Linked DNA regions of Mus musculus: regions 1, 2, 4, 5, 6 and 7 are each linked to region 3. Evidence: chromatin contacts called from public HiCAR-type and promoter capture Hi-C data. All regions are on one chromosome and are shown on one strand. The core of a region is the stretch at or near the end of the contact, and the rest is flanking DNA. Distances in the headings are between cores, read along the strand shown.

Region 1 (3,011 bases), core at 127-2,626, 2.2 Mb after region 3:
CTAGTCTGACAACTCCCTAAAGACCCGGTGAGCTGCTGGCCCACTGCTAACTCAGTACGTTCTTATTACCAAGTTATTATCATTATTATTAACAAGTCACTAGATGCAACCAAGTTGAAGATAAAACTTCTACCCTTCCTGTGTCTTCTGCTTAGCTGTTGCTGGAAGCGTTATACTCCTCCTGGAGGGGGGTGGGGGGGTGGAGGAGTGGGAGGCAACAAAGAAAGAGTGGGGGATGGGGGACAGCTAATCAAAGACATTAAGAACACTAGCACAATTTTGGAACTTCAGCCTCTACTGCAAACCAAAATGCTCCCAGGAGCCGCAACTGGTTCGTTCTCCCCTGCTCCTCCTCTAGTGTTTATGCGCCTCTGAAAAACTCTTAATTGAGTCCAATCAGGGACAGAAGGAGTACAAACGGAAGATGTTCACGAAGGAAGGAAGCCTTAAAGGTGAAAGACTCGGGGCAGGGCTGCCCAGGGCAGAAGGTGTACAAGGGTGCCCTGGTCATGCCCTGATACTTTTTTTCCCTTCCCACACGACCTGGCCCCATCTCTCCTTTCTTCTTTTCTTTTCCTTTTAAATTTTAAGTCTCCATGGCTGAGCAGAACAGGGAAGCGCGGACGTTAAAGGGGACAGCCTTTTGAGGCTTCCCCTCGAAAGGGTTACCTAACCTGGAACCGACCTACGTTTTCCACCAAGTCACCTCCATTGCCAGGAATCCCAGAAGCCCATGGCGGGAGCAGACGAAAGGAGGAGTCTCCCCAGGGTAGCATTCTAGGCCCGCGCCAAGTTAAAAAGGAGTGAGAAGGAGAAGGAAGAGGCTCCAACACCCAACTCGTGCCTGAGGGACTTGCCTGGGACGTTCTCTGCGCTCCTCCCCTACCCGCTGCCCGGGCAGTCCTTGAGGGGCTACCACCCCTGTGCTTGAACCTCGGAGAAGTTTCGCCGCTGCAAACGTGAGAATCTGCAGCTCCACAGGACACCGCCCCCACACGCCCCACCCCACAGCCCGACCCCTGGCGGTGGCGACCTTGGTCACCCAGGAGGCGCCAGTGCACTGGAGGAGGGGCTGCATTTGGGGCTTTCCTGGGAGCTAGGGGAGGTGGCCCATTGGGCCACCTCCGGTCGCCGTCCACCACCCGGACTGGCGCCACCAAGCAAACCCAGCCGCCCTGCTCCCCTCTCTGCCCTCCGCGCCCGGACCCTTGCGCCTCTCTGCCCGACTCACCGCGCTCTGCGCAGCAAGGGTCGCATCGGGTCCCAGAGCTCTGCGCCTCGGGGCTTCGCTTCCCGCCTGTCCTGCGGCACACTTCTCCCTTATCCTCAGCTGTCCTCCAAGGCCGTCTCTCGACTCTTTTTTTCCGGGTTAATTTCGTTTCACATTAAAGCAAAACCCAGCCCCGGATGTGAGTACAATGCTCCTCGGGCCTCCAGGGGGGAGGAGAGGGGTGCGGAGACCTCGAGGGGACAGCAGCGGGGGATGGCGGGGGGGAGGAGGTTGGTGGGATGTAACCCGGCTGCAGCAGGTGTCCGCGATGGGGTGCTCGACCGTCACGTCCCGAGCCTACTTCTGCGCACTGTGCAGCCGGCCCAAACCGCGGCTGCCCGGAGGGCGAGGGGGCGTTGGGAGTTTAGGGGTGGAGAGAGGAACGCATCGCCCCCTGCGGTCTAAAGTGCACCCCCCGGAGCTAAGAGGGTCGCCAACGCCCTGACCCAGCTTGCCTGGCCCTTCTTGGAGCACGGAGAGAAGTGGGAAAGAGAAGCTGGATTCGATAGGTTCAGCCTAGGGTGACCAGACAGAACTCCAGCGCCCTCGCCCTTCAGTCACACAGCAACCCGTAGGTATCAATCCGGTGCTGGGGCCGATGAGGAAACCGAGACTCCAAGACATTAGGTAACTTGTTCTGGGTCCCCAGTCAGTAGAGGGCAGGTCTGTCCGGTCTAACGCAGGCCTCCCTCGTGGAGACATTGACATTTAAATATAAGTAACGCCAGGCAGACAAAGTGGACTCAATTTTACGGTAAAATTGTCAGCCCAGGGACCGAGCACCGAGAGATGCGGCTTTGGGGGCTGGGGGCGGGGAGGAGGATGCTGATGTCAGCCGTGTGGGTCCAAGGTACTCGGAGTGTGTAGTGAAAAAGTCGCCCCCGGAAGCTCTGCAGGACTAGGCCTGGCTTCGCGGGTGGGAAGTACGGTGCGAGGCAAAGGCAGCCTGGCAGCCTGGGGGCTGAGGGCTGCAGCCAGGTGAGCCGGCAGGAAGGCGGGACGCCCGGCAGCACACGCCCCGAAAGCTCCCCTGATGAAACCGCAGGCGCTTCCTCTTCTATTTTGATAGCCAAAGCGAAAATGAGCCGCCCAGTTCGCTCAGGTGTGAAAAAAAGACGTTTGCTTTAGAACATTATGCTCTGAATGAGGAAGGAAAAGAAAACGAGGTGGGGAGAGGGGAGCCATTTCCCTTGAAATAAACATCAACGTCAATTTTGTACGTTTGAGGAGGTCCCTTGCCCTGCATTGGGGCTTCAAGTAGCATTTCTCCTAACCGGCTCCCATTCCTTAGGCAGCTGGTGACCCGTGACCCCGCTCAGTGCCTCAGTTTCTATATCTGGGTCAAGCGAGTCAATTCTTGCGGGGTTTCCTTCCTACACAAAGGTGCTATGTACTTTTTTTTTTTTTTTTTTTTAACGAGATGGTCATTTTTACCGTAAAATGGAGGCTGCTCTAAACCATCAGCTCAGGTTAAATTTGCTGAATGAGTGCTGCCCAAAACTCCCGCTGGGGTGATCGCTAAGCAGCAGTGCCGTGGTGCTTCGGATTTCACGGTATGGTTCCTATTAAAACCCATAAAACGGCTCCTGTGAGGCCTGCCTGACTCACCCAGTCACAGACCCACAAATATTTTCTGAGCACTACTGTATTGGCTGCCTGGCAGGCAGAGAAGCCAAAGGCCTCAGTTTCCAACAAAGACAAGGTAGGAACCTGTGTGTACCCTTCTGGGCCGCAGAGAAAT
Region 2 (2,885 bases), core at 41-2,540, 2.1 Mb after region 3:
TGCTGGTATATACATATCTATATCTATGTAGATATAGATATAGATATCGAGAGAGAGATTTAGTATATATTAAATAAAAAGGCAAGGGAGTTGGGGTGGACAGATTAGAGGGAGGAAATGGAAAAGAATTAGTGATATATTTTAATTAAAAATAAAGAATAGTAAAGCTTGCTGGTGTGTTTTTGTTTTGTTTTGTTTGTTGTTGTTTTGTTTTGTTTTTCGAGTCAGGGTTTCTCTGTATAGCCCTGGCTGTCCTGGAACTCACTTTGTAGACCAGGCAGACCTGGAACTCAGAAGTCCACCTGCCTCTGCCTCCCGAGTGCTGGGATTAAAGTCGTGCGCCACCACGCCCGGCGCTGGTGTGTTTCGGCGCTGGTATGTTTTTGAATTCTACGTTGCAACTATTCTTTTTCCGTTTGTCCAGTGTGAGTGTAGTAAGCAGAGAGCTCACAACTACTTGAAAAGGCTTCTAAAGTTCTCCTTCTTGCACTTCTACTCAAGCCTGCAGCACAAGACTGGAAGCAGTAGCTACACAACCTAGTTGTCCTTTATTGAAGCACAGGTTCAGGAGATCCACAAAATGCAAAGCGACGCCAACTTTCTACTCCCCCCCCCCCCCCAAGAACGGTTCTTAGTTTTGAAGCGTGTTAACACCTAAAGGATATGAGGCTGATATTTTAGATGTTGCTATACATTCTTTATTCTTTACTTCTAATAAACCAGGAAGAGAACACTCAGAGCCCCAACCATGCCTTCTTCACCTTTCAAAAGATGCATTCCACAGCTTCAACAAATTAGCAGACCTCAGAGCTAGAGGCAAGCGTTGGACTGGCACCTGCTGGACAGTTGGACTCACAACAGCTTGATCATTGCCTGTCAAGTAGCCGAGCCCTACTTGATTCCAAAACTTAAGCAAGATTCTGCCCCTTCCCAGCTTCCACGCACCGCTGCATTTTCTCTGAGCCTGGGGGTTTGTGGCTTAATGTCTTTTCTTTCCTATTTCTAGAAGAACTATTATTGCATGTACATCGTGTTAGTAAAGTTATCTTGTGGAAACTGGGTATTTGTTTTTTTAGTTTAAGTGGTTTCCAGAAGCTGTTGGGAAGTGTTCTTTTGGGGTCCATTTTTTGAGCTTTATGATGTGCACGACAGACCTACAAGAAAAGTGCCCCCAATCTCAGAGAACCCGCCTTGCGGAGCGCTCACCGGGTCCTGATGCCAGCAAGGCCCCCAGCTCGGCCAGCAGCAGCAGCAGCAGTGTGTGCAGCATGGCGCCCAGCATGGCGTCTCCTGGAGTACCTAGACAGTTGTAAAGCCGTTGCGCGGGGCTGTGGGGCACGTGCCAGGGGCCACCGTGGGCCACGTCCTTGGAGCGCCCTAACCCCCTACCCCGCCTCCATCCTCCCCCTCCACCACCTACCCCAGCTCTAACAGAGCCAGGCTGCTTCGCAATGAAACCCGCATGCGCAGTACTGGAGAGGCTGCGAGGGCGCTCAGGTCAAAAAAGTACACACATACGTTTATACTCTTTCTAAGGCTAAACTACGACTGCATTTTAAGATGCGTGGACAAATTTTTCAAGAAAGCCTAAACTGATTTTCTTCCTTGGGGTCTACATTTCCACAGGCACACTGCTCCCATGGACCGCCAGGCTTCCTTCCAACCTGGTTCTCCGTGGCACTTCAGTTAAAATTCATATACCTTCCTTTTTTAGGAGCTTACCAGAATGGTTAATTTATACAGCAATGGCAGATCCTTGACATAAGAACCTACATTTTAGCCTTTGTCCTAGCTGGAATGGCAGCGCCCTAGTCACATGCTTCTTAAGTCAAGAGTCCTGTCAGTAAACTACTTTCTCCTTAGTATTTCTGAGGGCTTGTGGCCTTCAACACCGCCATATTTCTCACTAGGGCTGGTTCACCAGTGTTAGTACACACCCAACTGCTAAAGTACTTGAGTATCCTGAAAAAAAAAAAAAAATGAACAGTCTATCTTTTAATGTGTTTTCCTTAAGTGCAGTCACATTTGCCAAAAGCCCTAACACTGAAATTAAGAAGAACCCAAATAGTTATGTATTTATAAAGAGGACGACAAAACAAGAATTTCAAGTATTTTATTTGTTGTAAATGTTTTTATTTTAATATGTATATATACACAAACAATATTATTTTAAAAAACTAATGAAATTCAGTTAATATACCTATTATTAAACTTCTTTATGAAAGATTATGAAAAAATTTAAATGTTTAAAATTTTAGTGTCAATATCATTCCTTTCAAAGTACAAATTCATTTTAATACAGCTGAGAGAGTAATCCCAGAGACCAGTATAATTCTGTAGTTATCTAAGGAAACCACTGCTTCCTTCCTTTCTCCAGCCTAATGTTTACGAAAATATTAGTCAAAAGAGACAGGACCCAGCACACCTTAGTAAATGTAAACATTCTAGAGGACTTCACATCAAGCTTTGAAATTCAGAGTTTAGAGTTAAAGTGCTCATGAATTCTCAAGTGGTTTGGTAACACCTCAACTGTTGGAAGTATTCTCCCTGCTCCTGTTCGATCGACACCTATCTGCTTGGGTATACTAAACACCTCGTACCATAGAGTGTGCACTTCAAACAAAACAACACTGCTGCAATGCTTTACCATGATGCATAAAGAAAATTGAGAGTTGAATCAGTTCCTGTCATAGTCATTACAGTTGAAAAGATATTTGAAAATGGAAGCCCATAACTGATTGTGTTAAATCGATTTCTATCATAATTGTTATAGTTGAAAGATCATAAAAAATGGAAGCCAATAACTGAGTACACACCATATTTCACACTTTCCAAGTATATCATGATCTAGTAATTGTGGTTCTTGTGTAAGCTCCTTCGAGATA
Region 3 (3,166 bases), core at 152-2,651:
GCTGTTTTGAGCCCTTGGCATCATGTTGGTTAGATGCTGGGATGCCAAATGGCACTGTCGAAGAACATTAACCTGGGAATATACTAAAAGCATTACGACTACACCTGAACTGTAAAGTGAATAAAGCACAAAACCAACAAAGTAATATCAAAGTTATGGCAGCGACTAGCAGGTGTTTTTTTCCTTTTTGGTAAAGCTATGATAAAATGAGGTGGCGGGGGGTTAACAGTCTAGGAAGGGGACATAAACCAAGTGCAAGGGTAGCAGCAATACAAGTCTCAAGCTGTTGAGCTTTAACGTCTTTCCAGGGAAGGGGTATGTGTGTGTGGGACTCAATCTCAAGAGTTTCTAGTGGACCAAAGACAAAGAAACAGGTAGCCAGTAGCGGAGAGGCTTGCCCTAGCCAAGAGTCTCTGCGGTTCAGCCATCAAACTGCACAGGGTAGGAAAAGAAGAGAAAGACCCAGGTTCCACAAGCAACCGTGCCATAATAGCTGTGTGACCTTGTCCAAGTCCTAGAAACCGAGCTCGGTGGGTGGTGTTTCTTATAAACATGTTTCCAAGGTTTAGTGACTTGCGGGCAGGGGGGTCAGTCAAGTGCCCTAGGTGGGCATCTTGTTGGCTGACAAGGAGTGTCCAACTTCGTGCCCTCTCCCCTTTCTAGCCAGACTATTCTTTGAACCACGGGGGGATGAGCAGCTGGAGTGCAGAGTGAGCAGAAAGGCGAAGGCAAAAGAAGGAACTCCTGCCACCCGCGTTCCCCCGCCCAGCCACGGAGCTCCCGAAGCCACTGTGTGTGTGTGTGTGTGTGTGTGTCCCCGACCCTGCAAGGCAGCCGCGGGTGCACGCCCCCGGGCGCTAACAAGGGCCTGGGAACCCGGGCGGACGCCGCGCGCCGGGAGCTCCGAGCTTCCTAGCTCCGAGGTTTCGGCGTCGCGCCGAAGCCGCCCCACCCAAGCGCCCGCCCGCCCGCCCGCCCGCCCGCCCGCCCGCTCCAAGTTTCCCGGGCTGTATAATCCGGGTGCACCTTCCGCCTGTGGCCTCGCCATTCTGCCCGATCGCTGCGCGTGAGAAAGGAGGAGGGGACGCCCCCAGCTGTTGGCCTCCAGCCCGGCCAACTCCCGCTTCCACCCGGGCTTCGGCCTTTTGTACCCGCCCCACGTGACCCGCCCAGCGGCTCCCTCCACCCCGCCCCCCGTGGCCCCGCCCTCCGGCCCTTCCCGGCGACGAGCCGGCTCTTCCAGCTACCGGCCGCCCCCCTCCCGCGCTCCTCCGCTCCCTCCCTCCCGCCCGCCCGCGCAGGCTGTTCCCGCTCCCTCCCCAGGCAGCCGTTCCCTCGCGACGCTCCCCTCCCCCCGCGGCTGTTCCGCCGCTTGGCCTCCCCTCCCCCCAGTCGGAGCTCACTGTCTCCAAGATGGCGGCCGTGTCAGTTTGGGGCATCTCCGCGGTCCGGCCCGGGCCCCCGGGATCCCGGCTGTCTTCCCCCCAGGTAAGGAGCCGAGGGGCCGCCCCCGGTCGCTCCCAGCTGCCGAGCCCGAGGCTAGGCCGCCCCGGAGTCTGCTTCGGCGCCTCGCGGGGACGGCGGGCCGCTTGCAGGCCCCGCCGCGGCCTGCGCCGCCTCCCCGCTGCTCTGCGCCAGGCCTCGGGCTGGGCGCCGCGGCCGCCCCCTCGCGTCCGACTCCGCGGCCCGGCCCGCGCCCGCCCTCCGGGCTCGCGCCGACGGGCCCGCCGCCGCCGCCGCCCTAGCTCCGCCGGCGGCCCACTCCGGGAGCCGGGGCTCCCTGGCGCCGAGCAGCCAGGCCGCGGAGCCTGGGGCTGCTGTGCGGGCTCGCCCGCTCTCCCTCGGGGGCGCGCCCGCCGTCCGTCCGCCCGCCCGCCCGCCGCTCCCGCCGCTCCCGGCGCCGGGCGGGCGCGCACTCCGGGCTGTGCGGAGTGCGCGGAGATCCGAGCGGGGTTGAGCGGTGCAGGGTGACAGCCTGGTGGGTGCAGTGGTCTGGAGCAGGCAGCACGTGTGGTGTTGTGTCTGTCGGACTGTCAGCCCCTAGCCGGGACGGGTGGCGGCGGGCTTGCCTGTCAAGAGCTCCGCGACTTTGGGCCGGACCTGCCCTACCTGTCAGGCTCCGTCACAGCCGGTGTCCCCCTTGCTGCTCTTCTGAGCCGACCCCTTGGAGCGAAGAGCTCGGAGGAGCTGGGGCTAGAGCTTACTATGCTCCTAACTCCACGTGATTTCATTGTTAACTTACTCTCCGGGCTGTGTTTCCATAGAATGGGACCGGCGAAGCGGTCCGCTGGCAAACTGCGGGGCTCTGCCGCTTCAAGTTTTTTTTAAAGTTCCTTGGGCTTTAAATCGAGGGCGCGCGCAGATGTGTTTTGGGTTGGGAGAGAGAGCGGGAAGGGCTTTGCGAGCCCGGCTGGTCTTTCTTTCTAGCTCGCGAGTGTACTTTCTGAGAGTTAGGGTTCAGATCTTCAGAGCGTTGGTTTGTGCAGACTCGCAGATTGGGGAAACTTCCGGCCGGAAAGACAATGTGTGACTGTCATTCATTCTTTTTCACCTGAAAACTCAGCCACATAGGGTGTTCCCACCTTCTTAGGTCTTAGTCCTGGTTACTTTAAAGTTAGTGTCTATATCAGAAACATCCCTTGGGTAATAATTCTGATGTTTGTCCTCGTAAAACCTCCACTAATATGAAGCACCCCTCCTGGGGAGGGGGGTACTTCTTTTAGTTAGCTAATTTTGAAATACATTTTGGCCCCGGGTGCTAATGCTTTTTTTCTTACTAGTACTATTTCATTCCTCATGTATTAGTCTCCCGTTTGCCTGCACACTGTTGGGAATAGTTGCTGAAGGGGTGCCCCCGCCCCTTTTTTGCTGTGTTTATATTGTACACGTGCTCCAAAACATGAGAAGTTCAAAGTTACACTTAGTTTTGGAGGAACAAGTTCAGAGGTAGTAGTATATTTGTTTTTGTTTTATTGACTAATGTACATTCTGAGATAGCAATCTCAAATTTACATTTTTATCAGATCATAGGCAGTTACTTGTTTTCTGTATTGTACGATTTTACATGTATCTGCATTTGATCCAAATGATTCTAGGCCTTTCTTATTTCTAGTTTATCTGTAGATTATGTTTGACAGTTGTCATTTCCTTCAGTGTATGGGTATTG
Region 4 (3,279 bases), core at 749-3,248, 2.9 Mb after region 3:
ACTCAGAATTGGGAAACCATCTTCACCAACTTCAGAACACTGTACCACCTCAAAGCCCAGTTTTGCAATTCTTCCTTCCAGTCCCCAACCTAGCAGCCCACCATGTTTCTGCCTGGAGGAATCGCTCCCTATGGGCACTACACATAAATGGAATCACACAATATGAAATGCAACCCTTTGACTAACTTCATCCAACAAGCATGATCTAGTTAAGGTTCATTCCATGTTGAAACAAGTATGTGAGTGGGGATGGAGGGGGGGGGTCAATTCATACCTTTCTAGATGTTATGTTCTAAAATGTTAGCCATGTTAGTTAATCCAGCAACCAGTTGATAACTGTACCAGTTATTTCTAATTTTTGGCCATTATCACTAATGATGTTAAAAAGATGTATTAAATAGTATATGGACATGTTTTCCTTTGTTGTGGTGGTGGTGGTTGTTGTTCATTTTTTGAGACAGGGTCTCACCACGTTGTCCAGGCTGTCCTGGAACTCATTATGTCCATGTGAACCAGGCTGGCTAGTCTGCCTCAGCCTCCTGGGTACTGAGATTAAACACACCAGCCCTTGTTTTTTGTTTGTTTTGTTTTGTTTTTTTGTTTTTTGTTTTTTTTTCAAGACAGGGTTTCTCTGTGTAGCCCTGGCTGTCCAGGAACTCACTTTGTAGACCAGGCTGGCCTCAAACTCAGAAATCCGGCTGCCTCCCAAGTGTTGGGATCAAAGGCATGCGCCGCCACCACCAGCAGACTTTTTTTTTGTCGTTTTTTGTTTTTTCAGCCCTTGTTTTCTATTTCTTGAGTATACTTACAAGTAGACCTGCTAGATCATAAATTAACTCTCTGTCAGAAGTTTTAGGAACGACCCAGCTATTTTCCAAAGCACTGTACTATTTTACAATCCCGTCGTGGATATGTGAGAATTTTATAATTAATTTTCTGCAAGTAAGAATGTTACAAAGGCCAAAAGATGTGTGCCACCATCCTAGAATGATAGCCCCATACGAAGATAAAATAGAAACACACTTTTGGCATGTATGCAAGCAACAAAATGTTACAGGTCCAAACATACTAAGCAAGTCGGTCTCTCAGAGCCTTCTCCATTCAAAAATTGGGAAGCATTAATAACATCTGTCTTGCAGTCTTGCGATGATTAAATAGAACATTAAGGTACTTTGCAACATTGATCCCTCCTGATTCAATTCCAGGCAAAGCTTTAGTGATAAGGAACTAAGTGATCAGCCCGCCCCGTTTCGATCCCTTCCCCGTGGGAGGGGCTGCTGAGTAAGGGCTGGGGCTGCAGCTCCCCGAGCCACGCAGGATAAATTGTTACAGCCCAATCACGCTAACCTACGCTCTCGGGAAAGAGATCCTGCAGCCTGCTACTAAGCTTAGGAAGTCAGCGCAGAATATTTTTTCGTTTTTTTTTTTCGTGGTTAACAAGAACACTTATGATGGCTGAAGTTAAAAAAAAAAGCAAAAACAAACAAACAAACAAACAAAACGAAGGGACAAATGGAACCCAAGCCTAGCTCCCCTCGCATCTCTGGTCCTCGTCTCTGCACCGTCCCCAAAAGAAGAACAAATCAGAGACCCGAGTCCTAACAGACCCTAAGTATAAAACCCCCAAATGTCCTCACCTCTGCCCAAGACTTCCCGACTGGAGCCCCGGAAAAGACTTCGAAGCTTACCTGGTGGCCTCCCCCGGCTCTGCTCGCTTCTGCCCAGGCGCCTCCCGAGGGGTAGTAGCCATCGCCACCTGCGCCTTCGCCCGGCCAGGTGGTCTCGGCCGGGGCGCCCCCGCGCCCTCGCCAGGAAACCGGAGGCTGGGGAGGCTCCGGACGAAGAGGGGGGTATAAGGGCGGAGGTACGTGCACCGGGACATCGCCTCCCCCGGGCCCGTAGTAGCGGCCGTAAGAAGGGCCGTCACTGGGGCCGTAGCCCGAGCGCCTCAGGGCCGACATGGGCTCCGCTGCCGCGAAGCGCTTCCCGCCCCCCACGACCGTCCCATTGCGCAGGCGCCTGCGGGAGGCCGCTATTGGCGAGCGGCGGAGGGGGATAGGACGGCTACAGCCAATCCCGAGCCGGTCCCGCCCCTTGCACGCCGAGCGCGGAACGGTCATGGACGGTACGGGTCAATCCGGGCCTCGGGTCGGGAAAGCGAGGCGAGGGGCAGCGCTCGTCACGCGTGAGGAAACGCCTATCCTCCGCCCTTCCGACCTGGACTTCACTGCACTGACTGGAGGGGAAGAGAACGTGGTCGGCCACCGACTGGCAACACGCCCGGCACGCCTCTTTCGGCGGACGGGCAGGCGATACCGGAAGTGGGTGGGGTCACCTGAAACGCTTCCGGCGACTAGCGGTGTCTGAGCTGCAGGTGAGCGGCCGGTTCCCGTCCGCGTCCCGCCGACGGGCGACTGGACGCCCTCGCGGCCGTCCGGTGCAGCCTTGCGAGAGCTCAAACATGAACTATATGCCCGGCACCGCCAGCCTCATCGAGGACATCGACAGTGAGTACCTAACCTCTCCCTCGGGGGAAGCCTGGTGTGGGACCCCTTTTCGAGTGGGCGTCCCTCGACAAGGGCCCAGAGAGTGATCTCTGGGCCCGGGCGGGGTGGTTCTGCCTTCACAGCCTCGGACGGAGCCTTTTCCCAAGCTGCCTTCTCTGTCCTTGAGCGGGTAACACCTCCCCGCCCCCCGCCCCCCAAGCTGTGAAACGCCTTCCGAGGGGCGCAGCATCCGACTTGGGAACGTGAAGGGCAGAGCACGCGAAGGAAGTCGCCTGAGCCACTTCGCGTTCCCAAGTCGGATGCTGCGCCCCTCGTAAGGCGTTTGACAGTGAATGGATGGAGATTGCTTCTAGAAAGGACTCACCAGACCCGACAACAGCAGTTGAATTTAATTAGCAGAGAACGTAGGCTTTCTGTTGTATAGCCACTAGCACTCTCCTTTTTCTGTAAGGGTCATTAGCACTTTCAGATTAAAGTTGTAGAGACAGGTGCCGGACGTAATAACGGGATTTTCTGCGAATGCTAAGTCACTTCAAACTTACTCTTTTCTGTTTGACAGTTTTGCTTTTACTAAAAGGAGGTTAGTCCTGTAAAAATAAAGAGGTTACAATTTCGGTTTTAAAAGGTTTAATTTATTGTGTATTTATGTCTCGTCTACATGTAATTAAACCACGGGCATATTGGTATCCACGAAGCCAGATGACTTTCTCTTCTTGGGATCCTCTGGAATTGGAGTTATGGACCGAGTTACAGAGTCACAGTGTGGGTGCTG
Region 5 (3,093 bases), core at 360-2,859, 2.7 Mb after region 3:
TCAGTAAGTTAATTCTGAAGAGTAATTTGCTATAGCAAGTTCCAAGTTCTGAAACTATTAATGTAAACATCTAGTGGCCAGTGAGATAGTTCAAGGGTGTAAAAGCACTTGCTGTCAAACCCTGGTTAAATCCTTGGGACCCGGATGGTAGAAGGATAGAACTGACTTTCATAAGATGCCCTGTGATCTCCAAAAGGGTGTCAGGGGCATGCTCTTTTTGAGTAGTTAAGCAACAAAAAGATTTAAAATGTCTTATTAGAAAAAGTATCTATTCAAAAACATATTTCTGTCAGGGATGATATGACAGTACTGTCTCTACTCTCATAAAGTAGCCGAAGCTCTGACTGTTAGCTACTCTACTGACAACCAAGAACATTTTGATGAAACAACTTCATAGTCCCTGTGAGGATTAACCAATCAGGTGATACTGTTTTGTCCATGTGTCTATAGATTCCCTCAAAGGGATGAAATATAATCTCCCTGAAATTACTCAAGAGACTTTGAAAAATAGGAATTAGAATTGAGCACTTCGACCAATGGTTTTTATATTCTAATCCTGTAGTTAAGCTAGAACATAAATAAAACACAGCCAAGTAGAGATAGCACCAAGCAGCCAGTCAGTCAAGAGTGGTGCACACCTTTAAACCCAGCACTCAGGAGCAGAAGTGGGCAGATGCCTGAGTTGGAGGCCACCTTGGTCTAGAGTGAGTTCCAGGACATAGATACAAAACAAACAACAAAAACAAAACCCCAAGACAAACAAAAAGAAAAAGAAAGGAAGGAAGGAAGGAAGGAAGGAAGGAAGGAAGGAAGAAAAAAGAAAGAGAAAGAAAAAAGAAAGAGAGAAGGGGAGATTTTTGTTGTTGTTCTTGGCTAAAGGATGGCCTTTTCCCATTCTTTAATGCAATTTTTAAACATATCAAAATATAGCCTATAAATGGACAAAAGGAAAAATATACAATGAATGTGGCAAGTGGTGAGTGTTCAGTTAATCTTCTGAATGCACAAGTGAGATGACAAGGGACCTTAGACTGGAACATGTCCTGGGCTAAGCTTGTTTAAGAGCCATTTTACTTTTCCTTACACCTGAGGTCCTCGTGTAATCTTCATCAATAACAGAAATGCCACTCTAAAACTGTCTCATCTATTTTCCTCTATCATGTATTTCCAAAATTACTCAGCTTACATTCTAAAGCAGTTCAAATTAAAATATGTTCTTCCTTGAAATGTATTGAAAACTCAGCAAGGTTTTCTGTACTAAGCCAATCTTTTTGTTTTGTTGGTTACTTCCTTTATTTATTTATGTATATTTTTGAGACGGTCTTGATATGTAGCCCAGGCTGGCCTTGAACTCAGAGACCAGCCTGCCTCTGTCTCCTGAGTGCTGGGACTAAACGCATTTGTCACCACGTCTTTTACAACACATGTTTTTCATATAGATGCATGAGTTTATATACATTTTTTTTTGTGGGAAACTCCAAGCCTTACCTTGTCCAGAAAATAGCTAAGAATGAATTATAACTGTAGAAGGCCATGTTTATTTTTTTTGTTTCAACTAACCAACACAGAGACCTAGGCAAAAGAAGCAAACAATTTAGTATTTTAAAAAGGAATCAATTAAACATGAGAATTTAGGTGGTTTTTTTTTTTTTTTAAGAAAAACTAAGGCAAAGAGAGAGATTTGCATATTCAAGGTGTAAAATTTCCTTCAAGTTCATTTACAAAAGCCTCAGTATTTTCTTAGCTCTGGATTTGAAAATGGTACTTTTTCGATCCAAACACACAGAAATGGGTTCTAAGAAGATGATCCTGAAGACGATGTGGCCTCCAAAGGCTTTTTTTTTTTTAATTTTTTAAATTTCTGGTCAATAGTGTCTAATAATCTGCTGCGACGGTTAAAAGGAGAAAGACATCTTTATCTGTAACCAGAAAATACAAGTAGAAAGTAAGCACCCTGGATTCATTTACCACCAACCCAAAAGTCTAAAAGTTCTCACTAATTTCATGTGGGAACAGCGAAGACATAATGGTATCTACTAAAGGCTCAAGCGCAGATGCAGAATCTCCAGAGTCCGAACTAAGCTCTGTACCTTTAACTAAAACCGTTCTCCACCCCGAGCCGCTTCTCAGCTACTGGCATAACACTGCGATCTCGCAATCGTGCCGGAAGGAGGTTCCCCAGGCCCTCAACCCCACCCTATGGAAACCTCAGCTAAAAAGTAAACATCGCGAACCGGGCACAGCACCTCGGAAACCAGCCCCACCGCGGACAGCGCTCCTCCGGAGGGAGGCCGGGCCTGTTGCGGAGGCTCCCCAGCCCTTGGCCCCGGGGCTACGGGCCACTCCCAGGCAGTCTGCCCGGCGTTTCGGGGGAACCCCACGCCCAGCGCTGCGGGGTTACCTCTGCACCCCGCGCTCGCCGCACCGGTGCAAAAGGCGCCCTCGGCTCTCGGCCGGTAGTCTCCGCGGAAAGTGGGGAGGACTGCGGTGGGTCTGGGGATTGTTGGAGTGGGGTCAGGTACACCGTAGGGGAGAATGTCCAAAGTTTAGGGGAGAGATCGGGGTTGACGGGAGACGCCGAGGGAGCCCTTGTCCGCTGCGAGGTGACTAAGGCCCCAACCCTACCTTCCCAATTCCTCCCCGCCCCCACGCTAAAGGGGCCGGAAGCCCAGTCTCCATGGTTCCACCTCCTGCGCCTCGCCCTGTGACGTCACTCCGAGTGACGCCACTACCATCCAATGAGCTCTCAAATCCTGGGACTGGCTCGCGTCCTTCACGGCAGCCGCGCGGAAGGCAACAAGGTCCCCCGCACGAGCCCGCGAAGTCACTTCTGGGTCGGAGTTAGTTGAGGCAGCGTCTGTACTACAGGACCAAAGCTGCGTCCCCCCCCCCCCCCTGCCTGCCCACATTCTGTAGTCTAGCCAACTCCTCGAGAACTCCTTGAATGGAGGCCCTACCAGAGTAAGGTCTGATAGTAGCCTTTGTAACCCAAATTGGAGTCACTGATGACATCACTTTGATGATTCCGTTCCTCACCCTTTAGTCTCCGAAACTGCCTAGAGGTCTTGGGTTGGCGAAGGAGGTTGTGAGGTC
Region 6 (3,278 bases), core at 744-3,243, 2.3 Mb after region 3:
AAGGGCGGGTACTAGGTTCGGATGGGGGTGGGGTGGGGGTAGAAAGGACAGTATGTGAACCGGATTTTCTTGGTTAGACTGAAGGGTTCCCCGCTGGTCCATTGTGGGAGAGAAAAGCAAGCAATTTTGAAACTGCCTAACACTGCTAACTCAAAAATCAACTCTTACCTATAATTTGGTGTCTAGCCACACCCTTGTAGAAAACAACTAGTCTCTGAAATCTTTGAGGCCAAATCTAAAACATAACCAGACCAGCCATTGCTACGTTTTTTTACTTATTCGGGGTTTAGAAGGAAGTCTAACAGGAGTGGCTGGGGGAAAAAAAATGACCTCATACAGTCTCTAGTCAGAGAATAAAGCAAGCTTTGGATCATCAGATGATCAAAACGTTTATGTTACAAAAACAAATCCAAATCAGCAAGGAGCCAGTTCATCCTGTCTGAAGTGGTCCTCAGGGCACGCACACATCCTTTTTAAATTTTTCTTTTTCTTTTTCTTTTTTAAGTTAAAACCAAAAAGGTAGAAAACTCAAGTTTTGTTACCTTGGGGTTTGGCCTCGGGTTCTGCCAATCCCGGTGATGAATCACAAGACTCCTTGAGAGGCGATCTGATTGGAGTTTCAGCTTCAGGAGTCTCAAAATTACCTTCAGAATCCGAGCTGCCGAGGGGGAAAAACGAGGCATTACCACAGTCAACGGTATTTCCAACTGCCTTTAAAACGTACTCAGCCACCAAAGTGCAAGTACAGCGCCTCTAACTTTACAACCAACCAATCCTCAACCCAGCCTGAGAACGGCTGCAGCATTTTCAGCGATGCCCAGCATCCTAGCTCCCCGAAATCTCTTTCGTCCTCTGAAGCTTCTCACCAGGACCTTTTTTTTTTTTTTTTTTTTTTTTTTTTTTTTTTTTTTGTCATCGCTGCCTTTCACACGCACAGACACACACACAAAAAGACTTCCCAATCAACCCTTTCCAGGGGCGTAAAAATTAATATCGCCCCACCCCCCAAACTAAGCCAATTCTAGCTATACTGTTCTTCTCCGTAGGCCTCTACCTGTCTGGAAGTCACTGGAAGCTGAAAATGCCGTCACCTGCCTTCCACAATCACACGTGTGACAGCTCAGCAGAGACCACCATTTCTCACCAGCTGCCAGGGACCTGTCATCACGCGATCCTCTTTTACCAAGGCTGCATTTTAGGACACTGCGGGGCCAAGAAGGGCGGTGGAGCGACTTCTTGCCCACAAGGGGAAAACGCTACAAATCGCACCTGGCCTTATCAACTGCCACTACCCGGTGCCGCTGCGTCGGAGCCGGGGTGTCGACGCTTCGAGAAAGCGACCCAGGCAAACCGGGATGCGCAGACTGCGGATTCGGGGCTGGGTTCAGAAAGCTTACAGCGAAGACAGAGGACGAAAAGCACACGGGCAGACAGAACATCCCGAACTTTCGGGTACACAGCGGGGACCCGGCTGCGGGCAGCAGAGCCGGGAACACGGTTGCGCGCACACAGCATTGACCGCGGTGGGAGGATGGCGCCCGCCTGCATCTCGGCTGGGATGCGGTGTACTTGCCTGAAACTCAGGGATTTGGTCTCGGCTTGCGAGTCCTCTTCCTCCTCGGGGTCGCCCTCGGGACCTCCGGCTTCGTCCTCTCCGGCGCCCGAACCGCGCACCGCGGACCACGTCCACTTGGCCCACTGCACGGGCGACAGGATCTGCCAGGGACTGAACGCCATGAGCGCGGCTGCCGCCCCTGCGGTGGGGGAACGGCGGCCTCTTCCTTCAAAATGGAGGGGCCTTGACAGGCGCCGGCAACGTCGCCGGCGACCCGCGGATGTGGCTCAACGAGCGCCGTCGGGCCGGGCGCAGCGCTTCCTCCCACGGCCCCGCAGCGCCGCTCGCCCCCGCTCCTCCGGGCCGCCGCGCCGAAGCTCGCCCCCGCGCGTGCCCGCTCGCCCGCCCGCTTCTTCCCCCGCCAGCCCTGCTCCGCGTCGCTGGGCTCTGGGGTCCGCTCCCGCCTGGAGCAGCCTCGGCCGCCGCGGAGCCGCGCCCCTGGAGCCGCCCCCTCGGACCGAACTACTGGCGCGGCGCGCGGGGGCGGCCGCTTGGAAGCGCGCTCCCCCCGCCGCGCTGGTCGCGCCCGGCCTTGGGCAGGGGCTGCTCGACCGCGCTCGCCCTCCCCGCGGGATCCGCGCCTGCCGCGCGCCGCGCGCCGCCGCCGTCCATTTCCGAGCGTGTGCGCGCCGCGGCGCTGTTCCTCTTCCCCTTTTATCTGTGTTTCCTGCCGCTAGGACTTAATGGCGTGGCTGAAGCTGCGCTGTACAGAAGTTAAGCCCCTTATTTAAAAACAAAACAACTCAGAACCTCTGTAGAGTGTTGTACCCGATCCTTGACACTGGTCAGCGCCATCCTTGTTACGCCCAGGATTTGGAAGGCTCCCAGGTTACAGAAGAATTGAAGTTGTCTTGCCCTCACCAAGCCACACTCATGAGGGCTCCGGAGTGCCCTGACCTGGGATAGATGCAAAATTGCCCCCTGATAAGACGGCCTGAGCCGTTTCCTGTTGTTCTTTCTTTTCATAACTTTAGGCTTTTTTCAGATAATTCCTGGGTCCTTGGTTTCTGATGTCCTTTGCTTCTTCAGTACAGAGCCATCAAGATCTGGTGACAGTCTTCAGAATAAGGCTTTTACCTCTGAAGGTGAAGAGAAGAATTTTCCCCCCTTTATCTTTGAAGGATTCCACTAAGAGACTGCCCCAGGTCCTCTCTCCCAGTGAATTCATTTCCTCCAAAGCCAAGTTTGAGACCATTAGCTCATCAGTGTGTTTTCCATAATACTGACATTTCTCAGTCTCAGAGAATCTGTGAGGTGGCTACAATTCCCACAGAGAGTGTGCCTCCAAAATTCAGAACAAAGTCAGGCGAAGATTTTCAGGATGCTCATGAGCTTACCCTGAAAGAAGCTGGCACCACGTCGTGTACTGCAGATGAATCACAAATGTCTTATACACTTCATAACAAAGACAAGCAAACATGTAAGATAAGGCTTGGCAGGTATCCTACCATAATAAAAAAAAAAAAAAGGCAGGAGTATACTTTAGAGCCCATTACTGCTTCTTGCCTGAGATAAACACGACTGTCAAAAGTGTTGAAAGACTTTTTTTTTAAAAATGTGAGCGGAAGTCATTTTGTTTTAGGTCTACAAGAACTATGCCAAGACTATCCAACTGTCGTTGTCTTGGGTTTATGATCAAGCAAATCTTCAGATTAGAAACCCC
Region 7 (3,275 bases), core at 686-3,185, 3.0 Mb after region 3:
AGCACTTCTCTGCAGTGACCACCCAGGGCTTTGCACGCAGCAGGCAAGTACACCACGACTCAACACCACACCTTCAAATGTTACTGACAACAGGTCTTGCCCACTGTAAATACCAAGCCCAGAACACACAGAATACATTATCGCAAACTTAATTACATAATCTCTTCTAATTGCACAGACTCCTTCCCAATCAGCCTGTAAGGTCAAAAGCAAGGACGATGCCCACACTCATACCTAATAGCACTCTCACCTCAATACTTCAGAACATGCCAAAGGAATGCAAGCAACTCCTCAGTCAGCATCTGGTCACTGGATAGGGTTAGAGTGAGCACAAAATACTACCTACTGACTTTTTTTCGGTATATTTAAAAATACTTCTCAATTGTCTTGAGATTGAAATATGATTACAGGGCTGGTGAGATGGCTCAGCAGTTAAGAGCACTGACTGCTCTTCCAAAGGTCCTGAGTTCAAATCCCAACCACATGGTGGCTCACAACCACTCCTAACAAAAATCTGACACCCTCTTCTGGTGTGTCTGAAGACAGCTACAGTGTACACATATAATAAATCTTTGGGCTGTTGTGAGCAGAGTTGGAGCAAGCAGGGCTAGAGCGGGCAGAGGTCCTGAGTTCAATTTCCAGAAACCACATGATGGCTCACAACCATTTGTATAGCTACAGTGTACTCATATACATAAAATAAATAAATTAATTAAAAAAAAAGAAATATGATTACATAATTTCCCCTTCCACCCCAGAACTGGGGTTCCTTGAGCTGCCATGTGAATACTGGGAATCAAGCCCAAACCCCTGAAAGGGTAACTAGTGATCTAAAATGCTAAGCCATCTCTCCAGGATCATGCTGTCTAGAAGGCCATGAAATGTACTCACGACGTGTCTATTCCAAAGGTGTCAGCGGTGAACCATTTTGTACATATCCCACACTGCAACTCCACTTCTCCCAACTGCCGCCCATTCTCCTCATCCACAGAGCCCGCCTGGGTATCCATCACTTCTGAAGTGTCTCCGGTACCTTCCTGGAGCCACAGGGCAATAAGAGAATCAAATGGCCTGACTACTTTTTAAAAAAAAAAAAATAGATTAAACATTTTAAAACCAAATCTAGTTCGCCTTCCAAAGGCCTCAGAGGAAATACTTACCAAAGTATCTTTTCCATTAGAAGATTCTGTCTCCAGACCACTTACATCAACCAAGTTTGCATCCCTATAATGAAAAGACAAACATCAAAATGGCCTTTCCTAAACAGAAAAACACAATGGTCCAAATACGGAGGGTATATCTTTTTCATGTCCTGAACGGGATGCCCACGAGAGAACAATCCTGAGTATTAGGAGGGAGGTTGTCAAGCAAGACAAATGTGTTCGCGGCCCAGGGATTCCTAGTGCACTGGGCTAACGACGGGAGGCTGCCGTCCTCAGTGCTTTCAGGACCAAGCATTGCAAGAGGGATCAGCGAGGTCTTCCGGGGCGCTAGAGGGGGAAACGCTCTTGGCTCACACTGGTGCTGATGGGAGCCGAGGAGCCGAGGAGCGGCTTGGAGTCCACAAGCAAGCAGCCAGCGGGGTTGCGGAGGGTACCGGGTGGGCGGGCGGGCCGAGCCGTTGGCTGCGGGACCTGGATCCGGAGGGCGACACCGGGCGGCGCGAGCCGCGGGCTTCCACGAGGGGCGGGCCCTCGCGCGTCCCCGGGGCTGCGAGTGGATTGCCTTACCCACTTTCGGCCTCTCCGGAGCTGGGCTCCGCTCCCGGGGCGGCTGACGGCCCCTCGCCAGCCCCCGCGGCCACCGGCTCTGTCTCTCGGTCCTCCGCCGTTGTGGCACTTGCAGCGGCTCCGGGACCAGGGCCGGCGCTGACTCCCGGACCAGGACCCGCTCCAGCCGCCGCCATCGCTGCTCCTTCCCAAGCTCTCGCGAGAATATATCTATGCGGCGAGTTGCCGCCACGCACGGCGCTCTTAAAGTGGGAAAGACCTTTTGTTGGGGGGCCCGCCACTTACTTGGGAAGGACGCACTTTGAGTCCGCCGCTTTAAGGCCAGAAAAAAAAAAAAAAAGAAAGGAAGAAAGAAAAAGGCAGGGCGCAACTCGGATTGCCCAGGTTTGAAGGGAGCCACTTAGGAGGTCTGTCCTTTGCTTTCCTCTTGGGACTTGAATTATTCAAAACGCCTGCTCATAGTCGTGGCTAAGAGTGGAAATCACGGCACATATGAGGATGTGAGAGACTCCCCTTTACACTGTGCGGAGCAGGCGATCATACTAAAACCCTAAAACGTAGGAAACTTCCAAACAACAACAAAGGAGCACTCTGGCTCACACCTGCCGGGAGCGTCTGTAACTGCGTAGCTGGCCGCCAGAAGCCCCGTTTCCAGGCGGCTTTTGGAGAGACTAGAGGTCTGATTCCAGAGAGCCCGAGGTAGTTGTGGGTGGAAAAGACGTTAGGAAAAGAAACATCTGGCCAGAGGAGGCTAGAAGTGCTGTGCGCTCGAGGAACACGAATTGCTAGTTCACGGAGGGAAGTAGAGCTCCAGGCGAGAGTGCTAGCAGAGGACAGAATTCAGCAAGGTTTGGGCCTTAGCGAGAAGGGCAGAAACGAGTAAGAAAGGGATGTCTGCTGGTAGCTAAACCCCTGGACTGAGTGCAAGCATATGGGTGGGCTCTAAACCCTAGCAAAATAGAAACTGCCGCCTCACCCCCATCCTCCGCGTGTGTGTGCGCTTTACGGATGTGTGCGCATGTATGTGGCATAGTGCACTGGACAGGTGAGAGGACAATATGGTGAGAAGAGCTTTCTTTCCCTCCACTATGTGAGTTCTAGGAATCTAGCTCAGGCTTGGCAAGCAAGTGCCGCCTTTGCCCACTGGGCCATCTCACGGACCATAAATTTGCTGTTTTAAAACAAACACACTTAGGGATTAGAGATCATTGATACTTTGCAGTTGTTAGGAGAAAGTGCCGCCATGACCAAAAATATCTTAAGCAAGGGGAGGGGGGATCTTGGTTGAGGGGGGTTCAAAGAGATAAGAATCCATGATGGTGGGGAGATAAGGCAGCAAGGATCTGAAATGGTGACTATCAGACAAGGCTGAGAGCTCGAATTCTCTATCAGAATCACCAAGCAGACAGGGAGAACTTCAAGGAAGCGGCTTCACTTTTTTCGTGTAAGCTTGCCCCCAGTGACTTACCTCCACCAGCAAACGTTCACCTCCCAAGCCTCCCTAGACATCATAACAACTGTTGTGTGAATGGGGACCGATCCTCC

What was found. Promoter capture Hi-C pulls out the DNA fragments that hold promoters and counts their contacts. HiCAR-type assays count read pairs that join an accessible place to other places. Capture Hi-C pulls out chosen DNA fragments and counts their contacts.
Region 1: a contact with region 3 is called in a promoter capture Hi-C map of liver, with 3 times the contacts expected there. The contact joins the promoter of 5830408C22Rik here to the promoter of Kat6a in region 3. A contact is called at or near these places in 3 of 39 promoter capture datasets (hippocampal neurons and liver) and 1 of 115 datasets of contacts at active chromatin or transcription factors (large pre-B cells).
Region 2: a contact with region 3 is called in a promoter capture Hi-C map of embryonic stem cells, with 2.3 times the contacts expected there. The contact joins the promoter of Adam32 here to the promoter of Kat6a in region 3. A contact is called at or near these places in 4 of 39 promoter capture datasets (embryonic stem cells, hippocampal neurons, liver and 1 more).
Region 4: a contact with region 3 is called in a HiCAR-type map of astrocytes, with 8 times the contacts expected there. The contact joins the promoter of Bag4 here to the promoter of Kat6a in region 3. A contact is called at or near these places in 3 of 39 promoter capture datasets (cranial neural crest, hippocampal neurons and liver) and 1 of 115 datasets of contacts at active chromatin or transcription factors (astrocytes).
Region 5: a promoter capture Hi-C map of liver shows a contact between it and region 3, with 5 times the contacts expected there. The contact joins the promoter of D830025C05Rik here to the promoter of Kat6a in region 3. A contact is called at or near these places in 5 of 39 promoter capture datasets (the 3T3-L1 cell line, the C10 cell line, hippocampal neurons and 2 more), 1 of 115 datasets of contacts at active chromatin or transcription factors (stem cell-derived neural progenitor cells) and 2 of 9 other capture datasets (adipose tissue and liver).
Region 6: a promoter capture Hi-C map of neutrophils shows a contact between it and region 3, with 4 times the contacts expected there. The contact joins the promoter of Tacc1 here to the promoter of Kat6a in region 3. A contact is called at or near these places in 1 of 39 promoter capture datasets (neutrophils) and 2 of 115 datasets of contacts at active chromatin or transcription factors (astrocytes and large pre-B cells).
Region 7: a promoter capture Hi-C map of liver shows a contact between it and region 3, with 2.6 times the contacts expected there. The contact joins the promoter of Ash2l here to the promoter of Kat6a in region 3. A contact is called at or near these places in 2 of 39 promoter capture datasets (both in liver).

What each region holds. Positions count from the first base shown.
Region 1 is chr8:25,100,803-25,103,813 of GRCm38.p6, forward strand. 5830408C22Rik (RIKEN cDNA 5830408C22 gene) reads left to right here and starts at 1,377. Exons shown (of 2, transcript NR_155282.1): 1 at 1,377-1,409. It overlaps Plekha2 (pleckstrin homology domain-containing, family A (phosphoinositide binding specific) member 2), which reads right to left and starts at 1,009. Exons shown (of 12, transcript NM_031257.3): 1 at 858-1,009.
Region 2 is chr8:24,947,514-24,950,398 of GRCm38.p6, forward strand. It overlaps Adam32 (a disintegrin and metallopeptidase domain 32), which reads right to left and starts at 1,291. Exons shown (of 22, transcript NM_153397.2): 1 at 1,207-1,291. The coding sequence starts at 1,282. Adam9 (a disintegrin and metallopeptidase domain 9 (meltrin gamma)) reads right to left here. Exons shown (of 22, transcript NM_001270996.1): 22 at 2,098-2,885.
Region 3 is chr8:22,858,145-22,861,310 of GRCm38.p6, forward strand. Kat6a (K(lysine) acetyltransferase 6A) reads left to right here and starts at 1,402. Exons shown (of 18, transcript NM_001081149.2): 1 at 1,402-1,488. It overlaps Gm46036 (a long non-coding RNA gene), which reads right to left and starts at 2,295. Exons shown (of 3, transcript XR_001778526.2): 1 at 2,110-2,295.
Region 4 is chr8:25,783,211-25,786,489 of GRCm38.p6, forward strand. It overlaps Bag4 (BCL2-associated athanogene 4), which reads right to left and starts at 1,999. Exons shown (of 5, transcript NM_026121.3): 1 at 1,689-1,999. The coding sequence starts at 1,961. Lsm1 (LSM1 homolog, mRNA degradation associated) reads left to right here and starts at 2,381. Exons shown (of 4, transcript NM_026032.1): 1 at 2,381-2,507. The coding sequence starts at 2,462.
Region 5 is chr8:25,594,874-25,597,966 of GRCm38.p6, forward strand. It overlaps D830025C05Rik (a long non-coding RNA gene), which reads left to right and starts at 1,610. Exons shown (of 1, transcript XR_003947362.1): 1 at 1,610-3,093. It overlaps Letm2 (leucine zipper-EF-hand containing transmembrane protein 2), which reads right to left and starts at 2,623. Exons shown (of 11, transcript NM_001364069.1): 1 at 2,402-2,623; 2 at 1,489-1,572. The coding sequence starts at 1,535.
Region 6 is chr8:25,199,549-25,202,826 of GRCm38.p6, forward strand. Tacc1 (transforming, acidic coiled-coil containing protein 1) reads right to left here and starts at 1,994. Exons shown (of 13, transcript NM_177089.5): 1 at 1,574-1,994; 2 at 543-658. The coding sequence starts at 1,737.
Region 7 is chr8:25,838,852-25,842,126 of GRCm38.p6, forward strand. It overlaps Ash2l (ASH2 like histone lysine methyltransferase complex subunit), which reads right to left and starts at 1,936. Exons shown (of 16, transcript NM_011791.3): 1 at 1,731-1,936; 2 at 1,161-1,224; 3 at 892-1,037. The coding sequence starts at 1,906.